Linked DNA regions of Callithrix jacchus: region 2 is linked to region 1. Evidence: chromatin contacts called from public Hi-C data. All regions are on one chromosome and are shown on one strand. The core of a region is the stretch at or near the end of the contact, and the rest is flanking DNA. Distances in the headings are between cores, read along the strand shown.

Region 1 (7,333 bases), core at 1,374-3,873:
TTAATAGAAACGGGGGTTTCACCGTGTTGGCCAGGCTGGTCTCGAACTCCTGACCTGAAGTGATCCACCCACCTCGGCCTCTTTAAGTGCTGGGATTATAGGTGTGAGCCACCGTGCCCCACCAGAGAGTAGCTGACCATCTTGATGATGGATGCTGTGTGACAGAGAGCCAGCAGAGGCCACAGGGTTAAAGACTCTTGAGTGCCTTCTCTGGAAAAGACAGTCCTGGAGGAGGGGTCCCAGCTTCTGTTGCCAAAAGCTTAGCCCATCCTGCTTTGAACATCTAGATACCTTCCACCTTGGTGAAGGGTAATAGGGAGTATTTGACACTTTGCAATGAGTCCTCATTCCTGCTGGCCAGGCCCACCAGCCTTAGAAAGATGTTGAGGTCCCTAGAGAACCCTTCCCATTGGTTATGGGAAGAGGACAAGAAAGAGCAAACAATTTGTGTAGCCCAAGAGCCAGAGACATGACCCAGAAAACAAGAGAGGAGAGAGACATGCGTGACTAGAAAGCTTTTCTCATCTCCTGCAGAAGTAGCTGGGGTTTCTCTGGGAGAAGGGCAGCCTACCGAGAGCTCTGATGACTGAGTTGAAGTATCTTAAGTTCTGCGATGGAGAGCCTGCCGTGTACTCAGACCTGCCTCTGTGAGCTCTCAACCCCAGATCCCAAGTCCTTGAGAGAAAAGAAGAGGGAGGACAATTTGGATCATTGTATGGAAGACATTTCTGTCATCTGCCAAATTAATGATGAAGTGGTGAGCTGCTCAACAGCAGTGGGTAACTAAGCAGAGGCAGGATGCCCAGTGGAGTGCCTTGGGTGCTGTGAGCTGTGGGGTGGCCAATGTGTTCCCAGGGAGGGTCGAAGCCCAGTAAATGAGGACATACCCCTGGGAGCAACTGGTGCAGTTTCCAAAAGCTGTGCCAAATGCTGTCTGTTTCCTGCCCTGCTCTCCAGCGGGAAGCAGAAGCCAGCAGAGGGAGCGGACATTCCCCCTGCCAGAAAGCTGCTACGGCAGGAAAGGCCTCTCTGTGCTGACCAGGACAAGTTTGGGACAAGGGGAGACTTGGGAAGAATTAAGCCACCTTGTTTGCTTTTGGTTTCCAAAGCCTTTTACTGGTGGAAGCTTGGTGGCGGGGGCTGGGGTCCAACCTACCTGACATAATGGTGAGGTGAAGGCAGGGCAGGGGAAGGAGCTGAGCCCTGATCATGTGAGACCTGGCCAGGCTTGCTTGGTTGTCCCTCAGCCCCTCGGTCAGACATGGTGTCTAAGGGCAGGGGACCGGTCAGTCACCCAAGAGGCAGCCACGGACCCCACCCTCAAGGGGCTCTTAGTCTGGTGGAGGGGGCAGGGAGTGACTGTGTGCCACACTGGAGAGGTTGACAGGAAGAATGCCATGGGGGCAGGTGCAGGGAGCAGCTAGCCTGGCTTCTCTGGGGAAGCCTCCCCGAGGGACTGACATTTGGGTTGAGGAGGAGAAGGCAGTTGGCAGTGAATTGGGGTGGGGAAGTGTGCCAGGTGAAAGGGAGCCTGTGCAGGATGTGATGTGATGGGGCAAGTTTGGGGTGGCAGGGGCCTGGACAAGCGGGCTAGGGTGTGGGGATGGAGCCAAGAATAGACACGGGAAGGACTTAAAGTCGGGGAGCCATGGAAGGTTCCTAATAAGGGGAACAATGTGATCCCAGGAAGAGGCTCTACAGCCCTTGGCAGGCTGGCCAGTGTGGAGTCCAGCTGTGGTCCCCTCTGGAGGTGGTTGCAGCCCGAGCAGGAGTGGCTGCTGGGTGAGACTGAGGGCAGCTTCCCTGCCGGTGATTGGTGGCCTCTGGTGATGTTGGAGCCTAAAGGAGGCCTGACTTGTGGCCTGCACAGATGGGGGGCAGGAGGCAGGTATGGACACTTCATCTGGGGCTGCACAGCCTAGCCCTCCCACCCACCCCAGCCAGTGTTCTCAGGCCTGAGAGTGGAACTGTCTGATTCCCTCTTATGTTAGTAGTTGCTGGTAGAAGCTACTACCAGCAGGCTAGAAAATTCTCCAGGCTAGAAAAGCTGTCCCCTGCTGTAATGCTGTGATTTCATTTGGCCCTATGAGGTAGTCCTAAGAACCAACAGCATTGCCAGTGTATACACAAGAAACTGAGGCTCCAGTGGGGCGGGGGGATCCGCAGCTTCTTGATAACTGCTTATCTGTTGGGGAGTAAACCCCCTCCTCATTCTGGGCCTCGCCTGGCCCTGTCTGCTTCTCTGCAGGTAGGGGGAGTCTGATAGATGCAGCCTTTCATTGGGGAGGAGGACAGAGATGCTGTGTCAGGGTGGATGTGTTCGCTCCACCCCCTCCAGCTCCTCCACCCTGCCGTCGGCCTCCAGACTGACAGAAGGCAGGGTCACCCCTGCTGAGAAGGATTATAGAGGAGGCGGGGCGCCCCAACTGCTGGGCTCCCGGCCACAGTTGGAGGTGGGGAGCCACTGCTCTCCCCACCCCCAGGCCCCACCTGTTCCAAACTGACTTGGCTCTGGGAGCGGCAGCTCCTCCTCTGCTTGCTGTGCTGCAGCCCACCTGAAGCCCCATGCCCTGGGAGTGGGACACCCTGGTTGGAGTACGGCCCTGCACACCTGTGTGTCCTTGAGATCCAGCCTGCCCTCTTGGCCTTAGCTTGCCTCTCTGTCCAGTGGTGGGTGCTGGCCACTCTGAAGCATATGGGTCTGGGCTGGTCCAGCCCTCCACAATCTCCTGGCCAGTGAGAAGAGGCCTGGGGCAGAGGAGAGGAAAGAAAGCCTTTTTTTACTTGCTAGCACCTCCCTCGCAAAGGTCAGGCTGTGCTCCCCTCCCTGCCCGGCAGCCAGCCTGGTGCCTAACGTCTGCCCAGCCGCAGATGACCGGCACTGGGGCTCCTAGCAACAGTGCACTAAAGGTTACTCCTGACGTGCCAGGCTGCCTCAGCGGCGGCTGGCTCAGCCCTGTCGCCCTCCCCCTTAAATAGGAAAAAAAGTTGCAGCCCTGACTGGTGCGTGTGCCTGTGTGCACGCATGTGGACATGTTTGTGTCTGCACACTCGAGCCGCCTCTCCCTCCCTCTCTGAAAAATGTGAACTCCACATGTAGCGCTTTAACTCTCGCTGATGAAATGGAAAGTTGAACATAAATCAATGTCTGCCGCCCAGTTAGCTATGCATCAGCAGGCAGCGCCTGGGAGATTTGCTCGGTAACAAAGCACCCAGCGGCTGCTAGGGCCTCGACTGCCCCCTAACGCGGAGCCAGCCCCATGCCACAGAGCCCAGCTGGGCTGCACACCACCTTCTCCTGGTCTCCCAAGCCCAGGGTGGGACTTTCACTCCTCTCTTCTCCCTTTTGAGGGAGGGGGTGGGGAAGGAGTCTCTGGCCTCTTGGACTTAGGAGGCCTGGGCTCTGTTCTTGGTGCTGCTCTTGGCCAAGCCCTCACTGGGGCTATGCTCTCAGGCTGTAAAAGGACTCTGGAATCTCTGGCTTCTGTGGATCTGATACTGGAAGGATGGGCGTCAGTAGCTACCTTCACTTCACGCTTTTTAAGAGCGTAGGCTGCTTTATCCTTTCCCCTTTGGACCTGAGTTTTCACTTTGCATTTACTTAGGACGGAGTGATTGTTCCCTGTGGCTGGGGCCCTGTGGGGCTGGAGGGTGTTTTTGTTTTGTCTCTTCATAGCTGACTGAGGGTGGATTCCCTTCTGCTCCTGTCCCCACCTACCTTCTCAGCAAACCATACTGAGGTTTTTCTCCTTTAAAAAAAAAAAGGTCAAATTCCTTAGCCCTTGTAGCAGAAGAGGTTTGAGGAAGAGAATTCCAGCAGAATCCTGTAATAACACGCCCTCGGCATTATATGGATCAGGACAGACACCCTGAGTAAGCTCACGCCGCAGTGGGAGGAACCTGGTCTTCAGGGGAGTCTGGGCTGGGCTCTGGGCCCCAGCACTGCCCTGGGGGTCAGAGGCCATTCCAGCATCCAGCTGTGTCAGGCACTGTTCTGAATGCCAGGATCCCTAGTGTGGGGTCAGGTTCATGTCCTGTTACTGCCTAAATTCACTCCTAGACAACCTCTCTCTGAAACACTTCCTCTCCCAAAGGGCCTTGGAATCCTCCTGGGCCGGGCCCACCTGTGATCCTGTAAACTTTTCTCTCAGAAAGCCCCATCTCAGGCCGGGCACGGTGGCTCATGCCTGTAATTCCAGCTCTTGGGAGGCTGAGGCAGGTGGATCCCCTGATGTCAGGAGTTCAAGACCAGCCTGACCAACATGGTAAAACCCTATCTCTACTAAAAATACAAAAGTTAGCCAGGTGTGGTGGCGCACAACTGTAATCCCATCTACTTAGGAGTCAGCGGCAGGAGAATCACTTGAACCTGGGAGGCAGAGGTTTCAGTGAGCTGAAATTGTGCCACTGCACTCCAGCCTGGGCAACAGAGCAAGACCCTGTCTCAAAAAAAGAAAGAAAAGCTCCATCTCTTATTTCTTGCTCAAGACCAAAATGGTGGGAAAGAGACTGGGGACATGGTGGGTAGGTAGAGGGGCACACTCTTCATGAAGTACCAGGTCTGTATGCAGCACAGGGATGGGGATGGGAGGGCACCCAGCTCAGCATCAGGGAGGTCACAGAGTGGCTATGAACAGGGTCTTGACCCTGCACTTCCTGGCAGTGTGAGCCTGGCAGTGACCCAGCCTCTTCAGGCGGTTTTCCTGAGCTGTGCTGTAGGAACAGTTACGTAGCAAATCATCCCATGTCCTTTTTGGAGCTGTGGTAAGGATTGACTATACATATAAACCTATATTCAGGCCACATGTGGTGGCTCACACCTGCAAATCCCAGCACTGTGAGAGGCCAAGGCAGGAGGATCACTTGAGGCCTGTTCAAAACTAGCCTGAGCAATATAGTGAGACCCTGTCTCTATAAAAGAAAATTTTAAAAATGAGCCAGGCGTGGTTGCATAGGCTCATAGTCCCAGCGGCCATGGAGGCTGAAGTGGGAGGATGGTTTGAGCCCCGGAGGCTGATACGGCACTGAGCCCCAGTCACACCACTGCACTCCAGCCTGGGCAACAGAACAAGACCCTGTCTCAAAAGAAACCCACAGTGCTGTATTCACATGAGTAATGATTTATTACTGTGTGGAAAGATGAGTGACTGGGCTTCGGGATCCCCGTGGACCAGCAGCTGAGCTGGAGCTCCCCTCATGACGGTCAGCTCATCTGTCCCTTCTGTCTTGGACAGGAAGGTGCTGGGTCCCATCGCTCCCTCACCCTCTGTGAAGGTGGTCCATCCTTCCTGGAGGCCTCTGGTGTCACACAGCTTAGGTGGGTATATGGGTTCCCTTGGTTGCTTCATCTGGTAATTGGAAGCAATGATAGCCCTGACCTCTTAGGTCAGCTTCGAGAAGGTCGTGAGATGATGCTGATGAAGCCCCACCTGGTGTCTGCTGGGTTGGCTCTTGAGACCTTAGAGTTGTTGTAGGCATGTCTGGGACTGTTTTTTTTCTGGAGACCCAGGTCTTCCAGCTTACCCAAGAGCAAGAGCTGCCTTACGGTTTCAACTCTTTCTAGAAGGGAGTCGTAGGGGCTTGGCCCGGCCTTAGTGACTGATGTGTGGAAGAGGTTCTGGGTATTTTTGAGATCGCTAGCTTTGTAGTGTGTAACCCTTCAGTTTGGCCGATATATGTGGCACATCTAAGCACCAGGCCCTATTTGGCCCTTTCACATGTGACCTCCCTTCATCCTGTCCACCTGATTTACCTCCCTTACCCCCTGCCACCTTGACTCCCAGTGCTCTGCTCTACCACATAGGAGCTGCCAGGGGAGGTTGAGGCTGGGAGGCAGGTGTTGTGTGTCTGGGAGCCTCTGATTCTTTTCCTCTCAGGCTTACTGCCGTGAGTGTGATGGAGACCAGCTCTGACATGGGGAGCTAGGGACCTGTGCATCTGCATTCTGTCACTGATGACTTTCACCTGAGTATCATTTGAGCTTGTGTTCCCCACCTATAAACCAGGAGCAGCTCTCCCTAGTTCATCAGCTATGCCTGATACCAGCGTAAGGCGAGTGATCAGAATCAATGGCAGATGGTAAATCTGATAAGCGCTCCTTCCCAGATGTTGATCATTCCTTCCTTCAGCACACATTCATGAGCTTTCTGCCCAGCCCTGCTGGGCTCCCAGGGTTGGGAGGCAGGGCAGCCTCTGGCCCCCACGTGGTCACAGCCCAGGGCAGACCTAGGTTAGGCTAACCTGAAGTGAGCAGCTGGCTTCTTCTCCTCTGTCAGGTGCTCTTCCTATCAGTGGTGCCCCTTCATTAGAAGAGTGAAGTCGGAGCTTTCGTGGTCTAGCTTTGCTACCCTCGCCCCACTGTTGGACCAGCTGTTCCATAGGGCATGCACTGGAGCTGCTGGCTCTTGGACCTGGCCTCTGCCCCTCCATCAGTCTGCCTGGATTGTTCTGCGGGCTGCAGCCTTCTCCCCACCCCTTCTTGAAGCTTCTTCCCTCTCAGGTCACTTTTATTCAAGAAGACTTTCCAATTTTAGTATATGTGCTGCCTACGCGAGCACTATTCAAGAAGACTTTGATAAAGTCTCGCCTTCTCCTTGCCCCAAGATTAAAAAAAGGCATGCCCAACCTGCATATCTAGTTAAGTTCCTCTTCTCTAGATTAGTTGTAGTAGCCAATCCTGAGGCACTTACTCTGGAGTTGTAAATAAGGTCCAAGCGCTTAGAAACTTCTGTGTTGGGAAGTAAGTTTACCTTCCTGGATCACAGTCTCCCCACCTGTAAATGCAGCAGTATTAGAGAGAGTGGACATGGGAGTGCAATGGTGAGTAGAAGAGACCTGGCCCCTGTCCTCTGAGCCATCAAAGGCTCTGGGGACAAAAGAAATGGGGGGCCACTTCCAGATGACTCCTGTTGAGCTTGCTGAAGGGCACCCAGCATAAGGTGGGGTTTCTCTTGCTGAGGGGGTTGCTTCCAAACCCAAGACCAGCTTAGGACAGCTTATGTTGCAGGCAAGCGGAGTCGCTCCCTTGGGTAATAAGGAAGGCTGCGTGGGATAATAAGGAGGGCTGAGCCAAAGAAAGGAGGCTCCTGCAGGATTTCATGAGGTGGGGCAGATCCTGAGCCACAGCTTGGTGTATTAGCAGCTGCCCTTGGTAAGGGCTGAACTAAGTACTTGACTCCTGGTATTTCAGTTACACAGTTCTCTGTAAGGCAGGTAGGGCAGCTGCATTTTACAAGAGAGATAAGTCCATTTCAGAGGGAACTGCAGGCCGGGCTCCAAGCCCCATGAATCTGGGGCTCTTCCATTAGCACCACGAAGCTGCTTCTCACTTTTC
Region 2 (6,896 bases), core at 2,183-4,682, 210 kb before region 1:
TGACCTGCACGTGGAAGTCCCGGTGCTTTAGGCCAACACACACAGACCACCTGAACCTGCCTCCCTCCAGCTTCAACTCTCTCTACACCTCAGCTACAGTCTTATCACTGCCCTAGGAGTTCTGCTCTGTCAGGACTGTGCCTGCCCACCACACTCCCTCTACCTGGAGTCTTCCCCATTTACCTCTACTCCTCTCTCTGCACTCAGCACAAGCCCCCTTTCCTGCAGGAAGTCTTCCCTGATTTTCCCCCAGGATGGGTAAGGATCCTCTTAAGACTCCATTCTGCCAATAATCATTCTGTGACCAGGTCGGGGGTGGGGGGTGCAGGGTCTCCCCCATGAGTCTATGAGCTTTCTGCAGGGAAGGGCTGGAGTTATCCACATCAGTGTCCCTGAGACTGGGCAGGACCTGACCGATGACCCATGGAACCCCAGGGAGCGTGGCAGGCTCCAGAAGTCACATGCAATGTCACCAGGACAGAAAGTCTGTGTCAAAGAAAGACTCAAATTCGGCTGCAGAGGCGGGCAGGCCCAGGTCCCAGAGGGCTGGCCAGGAGGGCAGTGGGAGGCAGGGCCAGGCTGGGCTTCACAGGAGAGGTTCCCAGACAGTGTTGGAGTAAGGCCTGCAGGGGCCAGTTGAGAGCTAGCCCCTGGGAGATCAGGGAACAGTGATCTGATCTCTGGGCATTTCTCCCCTTAAATATCTCCCATCAGAAAAAGGGACAACGGGAGATATTTAAGAGGAGAAAGGCCCAGACTTGGTGCCTGACTGTCCGTGGGCAGTGAGGGAGAGGGAAGACTCCAGATGACTCCCAGAACAGTTTCCCTGGTCTCTAGGGACAGGAAGGAGGCTAGCAGCAAGCTCGGACACCAGTTACCTTAGACAGAAATAACCCCTGGGGACTCTGTCCCTGCCAGCACAGAGCTGCAGCCTCTGACAGCGCCTCAGCAGCAACCCGGCAGCCCCCCACCCCATCTTCCCCAGGGGTTGACTTGACACTCTACTGGCTCTGTGCCCACTGCTCCCTCCGGCAGTCAGCACAGGCCAGGAGGGGAGGGGAGGGGAGAGAGGGGCGGCTGCAGGAGCCCTGCAGGGAGGGAGGAAGGGAGGCGGGAGGAAGCCAGCCTGCAGACCACAACCTAGAAAGGAAGGAGAGAAGGAGAGGGCGTGGCAGACCAAAGAGGCGGAGCGTACAGTGTCCCCAACCACTGGAAGATTCCAGACTCTTAGATCCGCTTGCTACCAACCACTCTAAAGATGGTGAAACTGAGGACCATTGATGGCAGCTGTTTAGAGGCCAAGAGCCTAGGTTTCAGCAAACTCAACCCCGCTGTTAAATTACCACCACCCGCCACCAGCCTGGAGCAGCCACCTCCACCCGGGTATGGCAGGGATGACCATAGAATACCATGGGGCCCCAGAGCAGAAGGCCGGCCTGCTAATTGACCCTAAGGTTCAGGTCCCCCAAGTCCCCACGGTCTAGAGGGCTGAACTAAAAGATAGGCTCACTGAGCAAGTTGAGACCTCTCTAATTTCTCATTTGTAAAATGAGAGTGGTGATGCCTGACAGCAAGCCATGGGTGTCAGAGGAATCAAAGAGGACTTTGTGAGCCCGAAAAAGCCACAGGGCCGCAGATGACAACTGGGAGGACAGGTTCAAACCCCATATCCCTGAGCAAATCATTCCCTTCTCTGAGCCTCAGTTTCTCCAACTGCACCATGAGGGGACTCAGTCATGATCTTAAAAGTTTCCATCCATCACCAAGAGCCTATGGAAAACTGTCTTCCAAAGTTTTAAATTCTAGAGCAAAAATACAAACCCTACTACCATATCTCCCCAGCTCCCAGAACTGGCACTTGAAGGCCTCTGGCCTGTCACTGGTCGGCCAGGGGATCATAGTAGCCCTGCCCGGGTACTCCCCGGATCCGCTGGCCGGTGAAACGTGCGGGCCAAAGTGCCTGGTCCCAGGGCTAGACCCAAACAAACCTCCAGACCCCTCGCCAGCCCCAGCTGCAAACCTCCGGCGGCGGCCCCTAGGGGGCAGTGTTGCCCCGAGCTTGGGCCCTAGCAGTCACTGCCCCCGTCCGGCCCAGCGCCGGGAGAATATTTGAGTTCTGGGAATGTTGGACACCCCCGCCCCCGCACACACGCCGCCCCCCGCGGCCGGCCCCAGCCCGGGGGCTCCCGCGCTGCGCGTCGCCGGCTCGGTGCGGACTCGCTGCTGGCTCCCCACCTCTCCCAGCCGAATGCACTTCTGGGGACAGGGTTTTGTTTGGGGTTGTTTTATTTTTTGGCCGGGGGTGGGAGCAGGCATTCGGCTCGGGCTGCCGGCGCGGACTAGGATGTCTGAGCTCGGAGACCCGTGAGAGAAATTCGAGGGGCGAGGGGGCTTGTTTTTCCAGTAACCTGTCAGCTGCTTTCCCCGTCTCCCCTTCATCCCTCTGCTGCCACCCCTCCCCGATGTTTGATGGGCATCCACACCGCACCACCTACCAAAGATCAATCTCTGGGGATCCCCCAACCCCGCCAGGAAGCGCCCCGGGGTAGGGGGTGCTGCAGTGGATGATGTTTTCACCCCACCATCAGCCTCGCTACCCCAGCTCAAATCCAGGCCAGGGGCCAGGAGACAGTAACGATCTGAAGGGTAGCGTTTGGGGGGGTGACTCCTGCTGCGAATTTCCCCCATCCCCGACCGTGAGCCGTAAAGTCAGGGTTTGGAGCCTAGACGGTAAAGGGGAAACGGAGGAAAACCCCATTCAAGTTTGGTCCAACGGTTTCATGGGGAGTGGGGCAAGTAGGAAGAATTTTAAAGACCCGAACCCACAAAGCAGACTTTAAAAAATTATAATTGAAAACATCTCGAAGTCAGGGCCGCCAGAAGCGAGACCGCTCCCCGCCCCCCGCCCCAGCCCCCTCTCCCGCTCCCCGGAGTCCGATGAAGTCATGATAAGTAGGCTGCAAAAAAAAAAAAGTGGGGGGTGGGCTGGAGGGGTGGGGGCACAGGGGTCCCAGGCTGGGGCCCCGCGCGGACAGTTTGGATACTATGGTTACGCGATCCGACCCAAACAGCGAAGGTGGACAACAATAGCGGCCGCCAGAGGAGGAAATTCCTTCCGGGGTGGACGGCGCGGGGGGAGGGGCGCCTGGCTGGAACGCCGAGGCTGCGGCTCGGCCAATCAGCGCGCGGCCGCCGGCGGTTTCAAGGTGCCCCGCGCTGCGCGCCCCCACCCCCCCGCGCGCTCCGCTCGGGCGCTGGAATTGCTGAGACGTTTCCCTGCACGCGCCCGGGTAACCCTGCGGAGGCTGCTGCCCCGGCCGACGCCGCCCTCCCTGCGCCGCCCCCCGCGCCGAGCCCACCGCCCGGGGAAGGCCGAGAGTGGCGCTGCAGGAGTTGCTTGCCCTCGAGGGAGGTGGGGGGAAAAATCCCTACAAACCACCCCTCTCTGTGTGTTTGGTTCCTGCACAAGCCTGTTTTCTATTTTAAAGCATGTCTCAAGAAAAAAAAATGAGAGGAAGAGGGAGAGAGACGAGGACAGAGAAGGTCCACTGACAGCTCTAGAAGCCTGGCAGGACCTGACCCTGCCTCCCGGTCTCCGAGGCTGTTATATAATAAGTTGGGTTATTGATACTGGCGATCTTGCCCGGGCATCCGGGATGCAGAGGTCCAAGGACAAAGCTGCCATCTAGAACCCCCTGGCCACCACCAAGTTCATGTGACCTGGTTTGCAATGGGCTAATCGAAACCAGGGGCTCCCCTTCGCTGGCATCTGGGTTATGTATGTGGTGCCCAGTGGGGCGACTGTAGCCGCTTCTCCCTCACCTGCCAGGGATTCTGTGCCCCAAGTCCCCCTCCTTTGGAAGCCCCGGACTAGCTCTCAAGCCGCTTTCCAGGCGCCCAAACCCTCCACCGCGCCTCCTCTCTCTCCTGCTCTCCTGCCAACTAACCAACGCCGGCATGCTGGGCACTGCGAGCGCCACATCGATCCGGTTCCTTTTTTAAGCCCCTGAACCAGGTTTCTGTTTTTCTGATGCCTTCTGGGCACAGGGCACCACTTGGATGAGGAATACATGTCGTTTATTCACTGCATATTAAGAGACACTTCTCTGGAAGGATCTAATGTTCAAAAAGTATTTTGCCTCTTCACTCTTTCTCCCTCTCTTCATATATAATGGGGATAGCCCTAATTCTCCCGTTCCTCGTGTGTCTCTTTATAAATAAATAATGCGATTTTATTAATTATGCACGTACAGTGTCTCCAAGCAGATTGCTGTGTCTCTTGATGCTTAATATTAAAAAAAAAAAAAAAAAAGGAAAAAACCCTCTACACGTAAAGCTGTTTTTCCCCTACTGCAAGCAAACAAAAACTTCAAGGGGACCTATGTCCTCAAAAGGGGGAAAGGAAGATTGAAACTGGGGAGAGCATGGGCGGGGGAATCTAAAGGCGTTCCTGTGCAGGTTTTCAAGGCAGCTGAAGGTGGATTTCAAGTCGCCTGCTTCATGCTTGTGATTGAGCTGCGGGTCTGAAAACATACCAAGGTTCACTTGGGTATTTGTGCGCTAGGAGGGATGGGCAGCTGCTAATGGTAAACAGGAAACCAGTGAGAAGAAAGCTGGCGGCAGCCCAGTCCCTCTCTCAACTCCATGCCCCTCCTCAGAGCCCCTGAACCCCGGAGCTCTCGAAACACACTTGGTTTCTGTGCATTTGTGCATCGACAATCTCCTGAATGCCCAGCATAATTCCTGGCATATAGTAAGGGCTCAACAAATATTTGCACATTGAATGAATGGAGCGCGGAAAACATAAACGGGTTGGGACTGGGCTAGGTCTTGGGACCCTGGGTCTAGAAGGGGCAGAAGTTGGGGCTTTATCCATCAGACAGTTGCAGAACAGGCTGGGGGGCGGGGTTCCTGAAGCTTTCTGACCAAGGAAGGGACAGAACAGAGCTGAGCGTTAAAAAGCTAAGAGGGGCCATGCAGGGTAGCTCACGCCTGTAATCCCACCACTTTGGGAGGCTGAGGCGGGCGGATCACCTGAGGTTGGGAATTTGAGACCAGCCTGTCAAACATGGAGAAACCCCATCTCTACTAAAAATATAAAATTATCCTGCGAGGCCGGGCGCGGTGGCTCATGCCTATAATCCCAGCACTTTGGGAGGCCGAGGCAGGTGGATCGCGAGGTGAAGAGATCGAGGACATCCTGGTCAACAAGGTGAAACCCTGTCTCTACTAAAAATACAAAAATTAGCTGGCATGGTGGTGCATGCCTGTAGTCCCAGCTACTCAGGAGGCTGAGGCAGGAGAATTGCTTGAACCCAGAAGGCGGAGGTTACTGTGAGCCGAGATTGTGCCATTGCACTCCAGTGTGGGTAACAACAGTGAAACTCCATTTCAAAAAAAAAAAATTATCCAGCGTGGTGGCGCATGCCTGTTAACCCAGTTATTCGGGAGGCTTAGGCAGGAGAAACACTTGAACCCTCAGGCAGAGGTTGCAGTGAGTCAAGATTGCACCATTGCCCTCCTGCCTGGGTGGGCAACAAGAGCGGAACTCAGTCTAAATAAATAAATAAATAAAAAGCTAAGAGGGCACAGAGAGGTGCAGTAATACAAGCAACATTAAGCAGAGTCAGTGTGGCCAGAGAGGAATGGACACAGTCAGAGATGGGGAGGTGGGGTGGGGTGGGGCTCTTCAGTCTCTTTAGTACATGCATATGAGGGAGTGGGAGGGGGTCAGAGGTGAGCTCTGATTTGAAACACTGTGGTTGCTGGGCTGGGTGGGTCACCCCTGTAATCCCAGCAGTTAGGGAGGCCAAGGTGGGTGGATCACCTGAGGTCAGGACTTTGAAACCAGCCTGGCCAACATGGTGAAACCCTGTCTCTACTAAAAGTACAAAAATTAGCTGAGTGTGGTGGTGGGCGCCTGTAATCCCAGCTACTTGGGAGGCTGAGGCAGGAGAATCGCTTGAACCCGGGAGGCAGAGGTTGCAGTGAGCCGAGATCACACCACTGCACTCCAGTCTGGGCACGGAGACTCTTGTCTTGAAAAAAAAAAAAAAAGAACACCACGGTTCCAGTTCTGAATAGCAAGGCTGTGTGGGAACAGGGTTTGAGGGGTGACGTGCTGTGATGCAGAGTCTCCTATAGAAGAGGCGCCTGAGGCTGAAATGTTAAAAGCAGGAAAAAAAAAAAACAGAGATCCCAGAGGAGGCACATAAAACTGCCCATAGAGCAATTTGTCCAGTGAAGACCCAAATGCCGCAGAGGCTCTGGACCAGCCACGGGTCCCAGGGCAAGGCAGTGCCCAAGCTGGCACATGTTTTTTGTACTGCTCCCACCGCACAGAGCAGAAGCAGTTTTCTCACACTGCCTGGGGCAGACCAAGCTTCCTGACAAAAGGGTTAATTAAGCTGGGCATGTTGCGCAAGTTGAAAAATAATCTTTTTTTTAAAGGGAGAAGTTCTGGATGCCATTTCTCCTGCCTGTGAGAGGTCTATATATCACTGAGGAGTTAAAACATAAAATAAAATTGTGCTGGCTGTGGTTACCACAAAGCTATCAAGCTGGGTCTTGTTGCCCCAGCCCTGGCATCTGCTGTGTAATTTGGGGAGCACTTAGTCTCCCATCCGTGGGTGGGGGCAGCCTCCTGACTTCTCCCTTTGTATCCTCCTAATTAAAAAGAATTAGGATCTCTTTCCATGTGTGTTAAAGACCATCTCTTGTGCTAAGGAAAGGCAAGGAGAGGCAGACACTAGAGGTCCCTGGGGTTTGGGGAGACAATACCAGGACCCAGCATGAACTCACCTCTCAGAGAAGCCATGCCCTGTCCTGTGACCTTGAGCAAGGACTTCAATCTGCCCACAAATTAAACTGGGGTGGAGGGAGGCTCTTTGAAGATC

Evidence for each region. A called contact is a pair of places that touch in the nucleus more often than the background predicts.
Region 2: a Hi-C map of skeletal muscle shows a contact between it and region 1, with 8 times the contacts expected there. The contact joins two enhancer-like sites. A contact is called at or near these places in 2 of 3 Hi-C or Micro-C datasets (both in skeletal muscle).

The regions. Positions count from the first base shown.
Region 1 is chr7:91,464,886-91,472,218 of calJac240_pri, reverse strand. The region is part of intron 5 of SSBP3 (single stranded DNA binding protein 3); the gene reads left to right. Among named protein-coding and RNA genes, the nearest start is that of MRPL37, 67 kb to the right of the region's middle. Within about 2 kb of position 2,623, at least 10 of the 16 cell types and tissues checked have an H3K27ac peak or open chromatin away from gene starts, as enhancers often do. A contact at or near this core is called in skeletal muscle, where this site is marked.
Region 2 is chr7:91,672,482-91,679,377 of calJac240_pri, reverse strand. No RefSeq gene overlaps it. Among named protein-coding and RNA genes, the nearest start is that of ACOT11, 49 kb to the left of the region's middle. Within about 2 kb of position 3,432, at least 14 of the 16 cell types and tissues checked have an H3K27ac peak or open chromatin away from gene starts, as enhancers often do. A contact at or near this core is called in skeletal muscle, where this site is marked.